Regions from separate parts of the Drosophila melanogaster genome. Here region 2 is linked to region 1. Evidence: chromatin contacts called from public targeted proximity ligation data. All regions are on one chromosome and are shown on one strand. The core of a region is the stretch at or near the end of the contact, and the rest is flanking DNA. Distances in the headings are between cores, read along the strand shown.

The links.
Region 2: a contact with region 1 is called in a targeted proximity ligation map of the Kc167 cell line, with 2.2 times the contacts expected there. A contact is called at or near these places in 6 of 107 Hi-C or Micro-C datasets (the D17-c3 cell line, the Kc167 cell line, the OSC cell line and 1 more) and 1 of 7 datasets of targeted methods (the Kc167 cell line).

The regions. Positions count from the first base shown.
Region 1 is chr2L:849,212-852,264 of dm6, reverse strand. It overlaps lncRNA:CR44060 (long non-coding RNA:CR44060), which reads right to left and starts at 1,563. Exons shown (of 1, transcript NR_073684.1): 1 at 1,102-1,563. It overlaps drongo (drongo,), which reads left to right and starts at 1,194. Exons shown (of 5, transcript NM_057891.3): 1 at 1,194-2,366. The coding sequence starts at 2,197. It overlaps CG4291, which reads left to right. Exons shown (of 4, transcript NM_001272917.1): 3 at 1-547; 4 at 606-1,014. The coding sequence ends at 822.
Region 2 is chr2L:1,127,470-1,130,648 of dm6, reverse strand. It overlaps Pino (Pinocchio), which reads left to right and starts at 1,696. Exons shown (of 5, transcript NM_164405.2): 1 at 1,696-1,845; 2 at 2,304-2,520. The coding sequence starts at 2,304. It overlaps TBC1D23 (TBC1 domain family member 23), which reads right to left and starts at 1,333. Exons shown (of 3, transcript NM_134725.2): 1 at 1,144-1,333; 2 at 1-830. The coding sequence starts at 1,160.

The DNA of each region.
Region 1 (3,053 bases), core at 314-2,813:
ACATGACCGCCAGGTCCATTAACACGGTAATGAGGGCCACCGCCACTGCTGCCGCCTCAGGCGGAGCTCACTCCTTCGCCGGAAGATCACGCCAAGTGGACCCCATGCGCCTGGAAGGATTGTCCGACGAAGAAGAAGACCAGAGGCGGGTGGCTCCCGGCAAGGTAACAAGCGACGCAGCCGTGCCCGAGGCATCCCTCTGGGTGGAGGGCAAGTCGGACGAGGGACACACCTACTATTGGAACGTGAAGACCAATGAATCCGTGTGGAAGCCGCCGAAAGAGGGCTATCTGTCCTACGAGGAGTACGAGCGCATCAACCAGCTGGCCATCGACCAGCAGCAGATCTCCCAGGCCGAGGAATCGCTGAAATTCCGCGCCAATGTCGACGAGGAAGTGGCGAGGGTGAACCGAGAGAAGATGAAAGCCTTCCGCAGGACGGACAATCCCAAGGAAAAGAAGCAGAAGGAGGAGAGGCGTCAGACATTCAAAACGGAGGAAGAGGCGGCCACCAAAGAGATTGGACAGTGGCAAACTGTGGAAGTGAAGTAGGGCCTTCCTACTAGGTTCAAATGCATTTACTGATAAATTTATGGATTTTTGTAGAGCACCTGAGCAGCCCATCGACTGGCAGCTACCCAAAACGGATTACTACAGTGCTGCGCCCGTGGTTTCCGCCTCGAGTGAACCAGAACCTCCAGTCAAGAAGTTCAAGGAAAAGACGATTGGCGGTCTGGATGAGGAGATAGCCGCCACTGCGCCCGCCACGTTCAAGCGGAAATTCATCAGGAAGGGAAACAGCCGCCAGCGCGCCGAGGATTAAGAAGTACTCCATGTGCTTATGTGCATATTTCACCTACTAGTTAGGTTTAGGCATAGGAAATGTTTAGGTTTTTAAGTGTTTGCTTATACCAATTAAAAAGTGAGATGCGTTTAACTAATATTAGATTAAACATAGCTATTGTAGAATTATTATTATCTTTAGTCGACTTGCATTCAATAAATATTTCCCAACATTTTAAATAGTAATATGTTTTTTAAAAAGTTTTAAATTTCGATAACAGTTATCGAATTAGGTTCAATCGGTGTGTGTCTGTGCTTTAGTTGCGGCATATTTAGGTCTTAGAGCTCCGTCCAATTTTAGTGCATTTCCAGCGGCAACACGAGGTATGTTTCTCCCGTCCGCCAACGGTCACTCTGCTGCTGTTGTTGTAGGCGAGCGGTCGGAATTTGCGTCGGAATTGTGTTGAGTCGAGTCGCGCTATTTTGTTTCGAGTGCGCTGTGCTGTTTGGTTTCGTTCCGTTTCGTTTCGCTGTTCGTTTTCCACTCGTCTTCGAATCCGCACTGCAAACAAACAAGGAGAAGGGGAAGCAGCAAAAGTGGCGAGTGCATTCGCAGCGTCGAAATTTCAATTGAAATCTGAAATCTGTGTGGCAATTGCAGCGGCACTCGGTGTAAATAGATTGAATTGAAGCGAAATTCTGCGAGTCGAAGAAGTGAAAAGTAAACAATAACACGGGCAATCGGAAAAGTGGTTTTCGATAAATCGCACCGCACACACACACCTGTCAGTGTGAGTGTCAAAGTGAGTGTGTGAGTGTGCGTCGAAGGAGAGGAAAGGTCAAGCCAAAAATTGCGTAAAGAAAAGGAAAGGAAAGCTTAGAAGAGGGGAAGGGGAATTACGTCAGTTTCGCATTCCCGATAAAAATTTTTGATTCCCTAAACGATCCTGATAGCCAGCCATTACGATAGGCAAAAAACGATAACAGCGGAAATTTACGTCAATTTGGAGCAGAAAGTAAACGATACCAATTCCCGAAAGAATTCAAAAAATCAGGCAAGATTCAGTTCGTGTACGCTTACAACAGCTCCGCGCCCCACGCCGCCTCCTCCTACCGCACCGCCGTCGCCCCCTTTGCGCCCTACGCGGCCGAGCGGTCCACCCACCACCACCCACTCCCGCCCCCCGAGGAGCGGCTGCCCTCGGACACCGAGCAGCTAGCTGGATCCGACGAGGATCGGGCTCAGAGCCACGAAGCGGAAGCGGAGGAATCCGAGGAGGAGCGCGCAGGTAGCGGACCCTCCGTCAGGCCGCTCATCGCAGCAGCAGGAGCAACAACAACGACAACGTCGACGTCAGTAGTACCGGAAGCGGTACAAAGGGCGGCGGCCAAGGGAGCGACAGAGACGGCGACAATGGCGGTGGTGCGCAAGAAACAGGACGACAAGTACCTGCTCGCCCTGCGGGAACTAGTGGCCAGCGGGACGGGGAGCAATCGGCAGTGCTTCGACTGCGGCCAAAAAGGACCAACCTACGTGAACATGACCATCGGATCCTTTGTCTGCACCCGCTGCTCCGGAGTCCTGTAAGTATTTGCCTTCTTGTTGTTGTTTTCTAGTCTGGGATAATGTAGGGTAGATCCAGGAATTAGGCATAAGTCGCCTGCTAGGTGACCTTTGTTATGAGAATGTAACTGTAACTTGGCTATTCATATTTTAGTTATTTCTTTGGTTGTCTCTTTGAGTTTACCAGGTATTCAAGATACCTCTGGAAAATATTTCAAACAATTTCCGATGCACAGATTGATCTAGCTTGAGATTTGTAGAATAAGGATGGTGGGTTATGAACTGACAAATCTCTTAAAATCTTCCACAAGAAGAATCCAGATATACGACATTTATGGTTATGGCTTTCTTGAATGGCTTTTGGTTGAATTCACACATGTTTTTTATCAAAAAGCTGGCTACCTATATACATATTCTGATAACTGCCAAATGGGCTACCCCCACTGCGTTTAGGAGTCATATAAAATATTGCCTTGAGTGTTTCCAAAAATAGAAATGCAAATTGAGAGCTATCAACGTCGATCCGTGGACCTTTCTTGGTCTCCCGTGTTATCTTGACTTGAACCCAGCCAATTTGAACTCGCCTGACGTCCATTTGGGATCTGTGCCCGAGTGGAGTGACCGATAATTTGCGATCGATCGATGCAATGTCCGATCCCGCCCCCCATTATTATTTCGTATTGTGTGTGAAAGCGAAAGCAATTCCC
Region 2 (3,179 bases), core at 447-2,946, 280 kb before region 1:
TCAGATAGTCCGTCTTGAAGGAAGTTGGTGTCTTGAGCGCGTAGTACTGGGCCAGGGAGCAAAAGTCGGGGACGTCGTCGAACTCCAGGGCGCACGGCATAAGGCTCAGGAACTTGATGATCTCCTCCTTGGACGAGCTCCTCATCTGCAGGATCTGCTCCCTGCCGTTGATCAAGATTATTAGCGCCAGGAAGAAGACCATGAAGGGATCGGCGTTCTGAAAGTACAGGTCCCACATGGCAATGATCACTGACAGGCTGCTGCAGGAGGCGAAAAGCGACTGGAACCAGGTCAGCGAGTACAAGTCGGGCGTGATCTTCTTGGTGTCCAGCAGCGTGCACAGCTCCGGATCGTGGTAAAGCAGGAGCAGTCGGAAGACATGAAAGACATTGCCCTTGGGCCGGCAACCCTTGGGTATGTACGTGTCTCGTATGGACTCGAACAGGTTGAATGTGTCGGAGCGATTCAGCTTCAGGGCGAACAGCGGGAGCAGCAATTCAATCCATCCGTTGTCCGGCTCATACTGAAGGTTTCTGTTCTTGCAGTAGAAGGTGATGATGGACTCGAGGTCGGATACCACCGAGACCTTGTCCTCCTCATCGTTGCCCATGCGATCGACGTGCCGCTGGCAATCCTCGCGCAGTTGGCTTTGGAAGGGCAGGTCGTAGATCTCGTTGAAGAGCGACATTTGATCCGATTTGTGGCGCACATCCAGGCACACTTGCCACACGTCCGGACGCAGTGCCTCCGGCAGAGCCTTGCCCTGGCATATGCCGTAGATGTCGTTGACAGTGCAGTCGTCCAGCAGTGCCGACTCCAGCTCAATGATCCTGCATACAAGAGAGGGATGTCCATCACAATCAGTTGCTTGGTACTTGTTCTGCTCATGCTACGGGTGAAGGGGACGTCAACGTGTCTAAATAACCAGCTGCTGATAAGGCGGAGCACCCACACCCCCAGGTGCTCCGCGTCCCGCTGGCCCAGCACCAAGCTGCTGACTCAATCAGCGAAACAAATGGTGGTCTGTTCGAGAAAGCCAAAGGCGATGGATGCCAAAGAAAATGAGGTGCTGGAGCTGAATCTCTAGACTCTCTGACTAATCTTAGTTGTTGACGTAGCCCCAACCCAATGTTTATTATTTACCACATATTCTCCTCCATGATTTCGCTGTGGGCTAGTTCCTACGTTTCGGATTCGAAATGCTGCCTTAGTGCAATCTATTCAGCTGCAGAAGGCCAGGCTGGTGCATTTTCTTTCTGTTCCAGGTGCGAATAATGATTTTTGTGATATTCCAAATTTATTTTGATCGAATTTTGGTTACGTTATGATGGTTACGTTTATAGCGATGGGAGGTGCTTACGTCTGCCACGGCGCACGTTAGAGATGGCAGTGTGCATATGAACTAACAATACAATTGTATTAAGATATTTGTAATAAATCGTTAAAAATGATTACAAACTTGATACTTGTCAGAATGCTAAAATTTGAGATAACAAATTAGAAAATAAATTTAAGTTATATTGTTATATATATATAAGGTTATTCAGCGGGATCTAAGCAAACTATCTATATTATTTTCATATTACAGGTATCAAAAGAGAATAGAAAATTTTAGTTTGTTCATTTGAACATTGAAGTTGAAATGCATAACGCTTTCTGTCCTATCGATTAGTGTTGCCAACTACGATAATCGACAGCTGACCACCTCTAGTTGCCAGCAATTTTGCAAGCAAAGTTTTGTTTTGCCTGAATTTTATCCAAATTTAACTTAAAATTCGGTTGCGTTGGCCTAAATTTGGATACTTAACTTCAAGCTGGTCGACTGAGCGTGCTGCTAGTATAAAGGTGAGTGAGCTTAGAGGCCAGCACACGTAACACAGATTTTAGGCATTTCCATGCAAACACACATGTATGGAGACCAAACAAAATTTGCAAAAGCAATAACAGCAACAAATACACGAAGCGAATGCAATTGCTCACTCATGCATGCAAACACACACTCACACACATGTAGCCTTCACCCAAATAAAATTTAGCTTGCATCTATTGATTTGCATGTTGCACTTGTGCAAAGAAGTGTTGTAAGAAGTGCGGGGAGGGGTAAGCGTGCAACAGCTGTGTGCCTGCTCCCCTCCCCCTTGACTGTGTTATCAACCACCCCCCCACCCCCCTTTATCCAAACACTTGGCCAATCAACACAAGCTGCGCTTTAAGCCACGTGTGTACTTTTTGCTGTTTGCATGCCAGCACGTATCTGCTTAGCCAAGGAATCCTCTAATTGCGTTTCTCTTACCCTTATGGAGATGAAAACGGGCAGCAACAACAACCACATCTCCGCCAGCAGCAGCAGCAGCAACAACAACAACAACAGCTCATTGGTGCAACAGCAGCAGCAACGCTCCACCACTTCCGTTTCCGTCTCCTCGTCTCACATTGTCACCGAGTGGGAGGATGGCATCATTTTCGATGTGGACGATCCCGACTTTTGCAATCTGGCCACCGACAAGCTGAACTTCATAGGTGAGTGCGCCATAGCGAGTTCGTACATATAATTAGCCACCCGATTATATTTATAGTCTAGACATCGGAGTAATCTATGTTATTTACGATTAGCCGTAGCGAAGCCCACTAATTGAGCAGCGGAAAACGCTAGTCGCACCTTTGTACTAGCTGCATCGGCTTATCGCCAAGTGGTTTTCCCGTCTCTTGGAGTCCCGGCTTTTGTCCGATCGGGCGGAAACTGCCGTACACTTTTATTAATGCCCATACACTCCGGCTTTATCTTCGAATGGCATTGATAGTGGGTCGGTCGCCTATAAGCAGGGGCCATCAATTTTACAATCCCGGAATAGCCAACACTCTGTCTTCCCCAAAGAGTTCCATTTAAAATTAGTACCATTCCGTGCTGTTTTTAGCACGTACCCGTACGCATCCCACGAAAATTGGCCGATCCATCAATTACCATTCGAAATGGATGAGAGAGTGGGCTCCCAGTGGGGCTAATTGTTTTGCCCGTTTGCCCGTTTATCTGCCATCTGATTAGACGTACAAGCGGGTCGTGCGACTAGCCTATTCACACGTTTCGCTTGTCACCCAGAACTCAGAACGCCCAATTCACGCGTTTGTCATGTGACTGCGGATCGGATCGAAGCGAATCGGACAAGCCTCTCCAGCCGATC